2 separate regions of the Xenopus tropicalis genome follow, and region 1 is linked to region 2. A link is a contact called in public Hi-C data. All regions are on one chromosome and are shown on one strand. Each heading gives the region's core, a stretch centred on a gene start, on an enhancer-like site or on the middle of the called end of the contact. The rest is flanking DNA. Distances are from core to core; before and after follow the strand shown. Region 1 has its middle 66 kb from the start of dact1. Region 2 has its middle 83 kb from the start of dact1.

Region 1 (3,584 bases), core at 1,077-3,576, 150 kb after region 2:
CTCTGCAGTCTCTACTTCCTGATCAGAGGTAAATAGGAAGTGATCAGATGGCAGCTGGAGGAGTCCACAAAACCATGTTGTCCCTGTGTGTGATGGGAAAAACCTTTCTGCCAGTTAAAGCTACCAAAAAAGGCCCAACATACATTTGTAACCAGGCCATTACTATATATGAAGGCCTAGCATTAACAGCTTTAAGTGTCTGTAAGGAAACCCCACCAGCAGAGTTCCCAGCAACCATCTCAGCTGACAGTCTCCTATCTGGCTGCTGCATGGCTGCAAATTAAGGGTAACAAAGTACTGCAATACTGGAGACTTTCATGCAACGCTTTAAGCACTCTGGCCCCCGCCCTGGAAAAAAGTTCTTTTGTTAATCAAGACACAATTTTATACATCAGTTTTATAAGTATGTGGGATGTTTCACAAGAAACCATTTCTCTTTTGTTTTGCTGGTTCTATAATCCTTACTTACTAGGTCATCTTCATTCCCCTTCAATGCGACTCCTGAATCAACAGCTCAGTCTCTCTTTCCAGCTGTGACCTCATGTGGCTCACACAGCTGCCATAATGGCTAGGTAGGCCCTTTGTTCTGGCAGGACACAAACAATATAGCCTCCAGTATCAGTCTGCTGAAAGACAGCCACAGTAACGGGGAGGGGGCTTGTGGTAAACTTCTGCTTGCCTACTAAGTAAGTTCATTCTATGATTCTGTCAGTACATAAAATCACATTTTTTTTTCTTTTTATTGCGGTAATTTACAGTTGCAGAGAAAGTAGGACTTGGCAGAAAACAACCCGGCAGGGACATACAGTAACTACAGACTTCTGGATAGTATCAGAGTGACTGACTGCCAATTCTTTGTTCGCCTTGACCCACTATTTTATTAATGAATAGTAAATTTGCCAATCCAAGGAAAAATTCACAAATGGCAACATTTTGCTGAAATTTCACGAATGCAATGGAGTTTTTTGCCATTTTTTTCTGCATTGGATTTAACAGATGTTTTCTCTTGAATTTTTTTCTCCAGCCAACTACTGTACATTGGTGCGGATGGCATCTTTTGCATTGAAGTTTTATTCTGCACCAAATGCTAATTTGCATAAGTGCAGTTGCCAATAGCAACCAGGCAGCATGACCTTTAAACTGTCTACTACTGATTACAACTTCTTAATACATATCCCATATGAATTAGGAATCCAGAAAGATTCTGCATGCCTTTTGGAAAAAGGAAAAGAAAATAATATAGATCTAATTGGTTGCTATCGGTATGGACACTGGTGCAATTTAGTACAGGTATAGGACCCGTTATCCAGAATGCTCGGGACCAAGGGTATTCCGGATAAGGGGTCTTTCCGTAATTTGGATCTTCATACCTTAAGTCTACTAAAAAATCAATAAAACAGTAATTAAATCCAATAGGATTGTTTTGCACCCAGTAAGGATTCATTATATCTTTGTTGTGATCAAATACAAGGTACAGTTTTATTTTTACAGAGAAAAAGAAAATCAATTTTAAAAATCTGAATTACTTGATTAAAATGGAGTCTATGGGAGACAGGCTTTCCGTAATTCGGAGCTTTCTGGATAATGGGTTTCCAGATAAGGGGTCCAATACCTGTGTATGTGTTAGTAAATTAGCCCCTGTTGTTCATAAAGTAACAAAATGTAGAATTTGTACTCAACAACAAGCTTGCTCTGTCTGTCTTAGTTTATCTGAAATTCAAAGCACAAATGACTCTAAAGTCCAAGTGGGACACATGAGTTGAACATTAATACAAATAGGCTGTAGGTTTCAGTCACTATGTCCCCTTAGACTATGTTGTTACTGCCAATAAACATGTCGGGGTCTTGTACCCCTTGGTCAAATATAAGTGAACAAGTATTTGTAAGAATAGGGTGGTCAAAAGGTTACCCATTGTCATTGAAAATAACTTGCTGTTATATTGTCTGGGGGAAGAATGAACCCTGAGCACTCAGCAGGCAGCCTTAACCATTTGCACTCCAGAGCAGCCTTTTTGCACCCAGGCAAAGGAATCACGTGACCAGTTTAAAGGGATAGGATTAGGCTACTGGCAGATTGAATAGGATGAGTGTGTAACCTAACTCAAAGAAATATAAATGCACAATAACTGTGTAAATTCAGGAGTACATTTAACTACATAATCAGTTTTCAGGTTTTTTTGTTTTTTTTTTAAATATGATCTTAAAAGCAATTTAAAATAGTTTGTTCATACTTAGCACACACACACACACATATATATATGTGTATGAGTATCCCAGTCTTTGAATTGTATGCCCCCAATGGTGCTCCTAGGGTTTCTCTGCAGGTCAGAATATGACCCCTGGTGGACAAGCCCTGACTAGCAATGTGTAGATTCTAGCATGTGCCAGAGGGGCTGATGTAAAAATGCCATAGACCAGTGATTCCCGACCAGTGGCTCGGGGGCAACATGTTGCTCACTAACCCCTTGGATGTTGCTCCCAGTGGCCTCAAAGCAGGTGCTTATTTTTTAATTCTTGGCTTGGAGTTTTGGTTGCATAAAAACCAGTGTACTGCCAAGCAGAGCCTGCTGTAGGCTGCCAGTCCATATAGGGGCTTCCAAACAGTCAATCACAGTCCACATTTAGCACCCCCAGGAATCTTTTTTTTATGCTTGCCTTGCTACCCAACTATTTTTACATTTGAATGTGTCTCAAGGGTAAAAAAGGTTGGGGACCTCTGCCATAGACAGTCACTATTTATTGGATCTATTGGGGGCAGTTTAGACATCTGTGTATGTGAAATAATTTATAAAAATTAGAATTACTTCCTTATAATGAAGTCTATGGGCGATGGCCTTTCCGTAATTTGGAACTTTCTGAATAACGGGTTTCCGGATAAGGGATCCCATAGCTGTAGCAAGGTGGCTCGGTGCGTAGCATTTCTGCCTTGCAGCGCTGGGGTCCTGAATCCAATACTGGCCAGGGCGCTATCTGCCAGGAGTTTGTATGTTCTCCTCATGTCTGCGTGGGTTTCCTCCGAGCACTCTGGTTTCCTCCAACACTCCAAAAATATAAAGGCAGGTTAACTGACTTCTGACTAAATTGACCACAGTGTGTGTGAATGTAATAGGGACCTTAGATTGTAAGCTTCTCTGGGACAGGGACTGAATGATCTCTGTAAAGTGCTGTGAAAACATGTTGGCGCTATATAAATAACAGGAAATACATAAAATCTGGAAAACCCCAGATCACAAGCATTCCAGATAATAGATTCTATACATGTGCTGCTAAAGTGAAGTTACACAGTCCTTTTGAGCAATTTACCCAACCGTTAAGGGCAACAATACAATGTATGTCATTTACTTGGCGCTGACTAGTTTATATGTGACTTTATTTTTCATTATTCATCTGAACACCACTATTATATTTGTTCCTGTTAATGGTTTCCTACTATGTCTCTATATGATATCATGGTAATGCTCTAGGCAGGACAACTGCTTAAGCCCAGACATCATGGGCCTGGAGCGAAACTAGCCAACATGAAGGAAAAAGTGCCTGCTTATGTTTTGTCTGTTCCCCAATTAATCTGGCCATTGAGCATCTGC
Region 2 (3,748 bases), core at 448-2,947:
GAGGCTGGTTATTGAATACTCCAACTATAGCTTTAGCTTGTATTTGCTGACATACTGTACTGTATAGCTGTGCCAACATAGGCATTGCCATATACTAACCAAAACCGTGCAGGTTCATTTTTGTCTAATGTGACTTTTCAATTATATATTGTTTTTTTTTTTAAAAATAAGATATCATAGGTAAAAAGTCTGCATATAAATTGTTAATATAAGTAGTGATGCTAAAACAAGAATATTTCTTTAAGAATAAATGAGTAGAATGACTCTACAGCTCAAATTCTTGGGTTTGGTTAAGAGCCCTAAAAAGAATAAAGCTTGGACACACGCTGAGCACCAGGTGCAGCACTGAAAGAGACAAATTTTTCTTTGATTCTTTTTAAAATGTATTTTTATACTTTTCCATAAATGTTCCCAATAGGAGGCACGTTTGAACAGATTCTTAAAATACTATACAGCGCTCTGCCAAATGCTGGAAACAGAAAGGAATATCTAGACCAAATGCTACATACTTTTGCTATCAGAACAGCTCAAACTGCCAGCAGTCTGTTTCATATTTAACCACCGCTTGCTTTCTACATATGGTTGCAACCAATTAGCAAATTGAGAATTACCCACAGCATTCACTGGATATTTTCCTTCCTTTCTGCATATTGAAAACAATAGGCTGTGCTTTTTGGGAAGACAAGGGAAAATGGAATGTCACAGTTTACGTACATGTATAGTATTTATATATTTGGCATGATGGTGATGGAAGTGGTGGTGAAGGGTGGCTATGAGTATGAGCTTGCCAGGTAACATTGCCTTAGGCAGCAAGCAACACTACTTGGACTGACTCTGGCCTTTTGATTCCATTTTTATTCTAAAACCCTTGTTTGTTCAATAATCATAAGACCCTATTTATTATATAATAATGTAAATGCTATGTAAGTTTAATATATAAATGGTGATCACTAATAGTGATTTTTTCCTAAAAACAGAAGACACCAGATTTATCTAATATCGCCTCCTTGAAAGGAACAAACCTTTGTTTGTTAAATTATGTTCAGACCCCTGTGTGTTAGAAATGAATGTAAAGTGCTATGTAACTTTACTATATATATGATAATGGTGATGTTCACCAAAGTGTATTGTGATCATGTGACCCTGCCTATTCAAACTTAAGATGGCCATACATGTTAAGATTTGCTTGTTTGGCGAGGCCACCAAATGAGCGGATTGGAGGACTGCATCAATGAGCCAAAGCAGTCCCACCTTTACTTGCACATAGGGTGTTCCATGCCTCTGTTTACTTTACTTATACTAAGGATTAAAAGATACTATTGCATTTCTGTTTTAACTCACTATTGCCTATTTGTTTCAACTAAGGATAATTTAAACACATTTGCTAGATTCTTGTGGATAGTAATTCTGCCTAAAAACAGAAGACGCCAGATTTATCTGATATCACATCCTTGAAAGGAACAAATGCTTTGCCATTTCTTTTGGAGTGTTACTGTGTCTAAGGGCCTGTTTATTTTAAGGGGACTTGTCTGTGTAACAAGGATTGTCAGAGTTAGCTGTGATAAGCCTTTGAGTTTAAACTACAGAGCAGAGAGCTGTAATTAAAGCTTTCTCTGTTTTTCCAGGTGACCTGCATGAAGGCAAATCCAAAGTTTCACACTCTGGGCTTAAGTCTAAAAACAAAACCATTGTTAATGATTTCAAAAGCCCCAAGCAGCCCCTCTAACCTCAATGCTTCAGTGTGTCTCTGCTCTCCCCCCACCCTCTAGAGTAGGCATTGGAAGTGGTGTGTTCTCTGCAGCTGTATAAGCTTGTAGGGGACAAAATACTGAGAAAAGGGACAGACAAGGGAGAGACAAGTAGAAAAGCTAGGTCCCAGAATGTCTGATAGACTGAAAAGAAAAAAGTATATCAAGCAATTTAGGAAGATGCTTCAATAACCAAGGAAGACAATGATGGTGGAATGCATTATAATCTTAAGTGGGAAAAGTGAATGCTGCTTTAGTGCAAGTACTCAGATATTGCCAGAGAAGAAAGGAAAGAGTAGTATCTCTGTCCCCAGAAGAATGGGTTTGGGATACAGACTTTTCAGCAGCTGGGAAGCCTGATCTTCAGAAAGGTTGCAGATATTTGCTAACAATTAAGGTCCCCATACATGGGCAGATCCTACGGGTGGGCGATATTGGGAGAATCCAGGGTAATTCGATCGTTTGGCCCTGGGGCCAAACGATCGAATTATAATGAAGGGCATAGGCAAAGTTGATCCGCGGACCGCATCAATGAGCTGATGCGGTCCCCGATATGACTAGATTTTCTAACCTGCCCGATCGATATCTGGCTGATTTCAGGCCAGATATCGGTCGGGCAGGCCCGTCGGGAGTGCCCATACACGGCCCGATTAGCTGCTGAATCAGTCTAAGGGACCGATATCGGCAGTTAGAATCGGCTCCTGTATGGGGACCTTTAGATACAATGGGAGCAGATGAGACATTTGATGTTCACTGTGGACTTCAGCTAGAGGGGTTTTCCACCCAGCCAGATTAATATCTGTCTGAGCCTCAGTCAGACATTTATTAGAGAGGGTGTTATTTTGGGTATTGGCCCATATTTAGGCACCTTAAGGATCTTTGGACCTTTCAGAAGGAACACAAAAGGAGTAACTGAAAGCTTGCAACATAACTAAATGCCTCCACTTATCATGAACTCTTTACAACTATTTATTTTACCAAAGGGGTACTTTCTTGCATTGGAAGGTATTTGAAGGCAATACATAAATAATTTTGTCAATGTTTACTGAAATAAAAAAGCAGGGAATGTTTGCTTTAAAGCCAGTGATTGATGGGACAGTCAGACAAGATGGTTAAAATAATAAAAGTAGTAAGTTCAGCTACAATATTTTACTAATAGCGCCTCACCAAACTCTGTCGACCCCAGTCCCCACCAAAGTTACAGCTAAGTTTTAAATGAGGTCGTTTTAATCCCTCTTATGAATATTGTGGGAGATATCGTGCAGAACAAGAAGATCCATTTGGGACACAGACATATGTCCATTCACCATGGAAAACTATGTACAAAAACATCAAACTAAAGGTCACAACCAGGGTTGCCACCTTTTAAAATAAGACTTACTGGGCACAACCAGGTGTTAGGGAGTGGATCAATTACATTAGCAAGCAGAATGATGATGTATGTAGGCAGACCCTTAACATAAGTGGGTTTGTTGCTAACAGATTCTCCATCGAACAGCAGAGAAAAGTAATGAAGTGGATCAGTGATTAAATGGTTGGACCAGGGGCAGAACAAAAGGATATTACAAATTTACTGGCAACTACTTTACCAGTATATTGTAACAATGGCTCGGGCTTTTGCAGGGTCCAGGTGGCAACCCTAGTCACAACATAAACATGTACAGCGCTGCGTACATAAGTAGCGTTTTATAAATAAAGATATACATACATACATACAAAATACAATAGATGCTATTAAAGGGCAGTTTAAAAAAAACTGATTGTATGTGTGTTTAGTTCACAAAATCTTAAATGTATATATTGCATGAGATGTACTCCTGGCATCATGATATGGGACAAATATATTAATATTCAAATCTGAGTTTTTACCAAAAAGAAAGTTTTCAAATTCAAATGAAAGAATTACCTATCAGAAAAATTGTAACTTCATGTAGTAATCAATGGGAGTTCTATCTACCTAGTTTTTTGAATTGTTAGTGTTAAGGTGGCCGATATTTCCA

The links. A called contact is a pair of places that touch in the nucleus more often than the background predicts.
Region 1: a contact with region 2 is called in a Hi-C map of gastrula embryo, with 2.2 times the contacts expected there. The contact joins two enhancer-like sites. A contact is called at or near these places in 2 of 5 Hi-C or Micro-C datasets (gastrula embryo and neurula embryo).

Annotation. Positions count from the first base shown.
Region 1 is chr8:103,388,270-103,391,853 of UCB_Xtro_10.0, forward strand. No RefSeq gene overlaps it. Among named protein-coding and RNA genes, the nearest start is that of dact1, 66 kb to the left of the region's middle. Within about 2 kb of position 2,327, at least 4 of the 11 cell types and tissues checked have an H3K27ac peak or open chromatin away from gene starts, as enhancers often do. A contact at or near this core is called in gastrula embryo and neurula embryo, where this site is marked.
Region 2 is chr8:103,238,889-103,242,636 of UCB_Xtro_10.0, forward strand. No RefSeq gene overlaps it. Among named protein-coding and RNA genes, the nearest start is that of dact1, 83 kb to the right of the region's middle. Within about 2 kb of position 1,698, at least 3 of the 11 cell types and tissues checked have an H3K27ac peak or open chromatin away from gene starts, as enhancers often do. A contact at or near this core is called in gastrula embryo and neurula embryo, where this site is marked.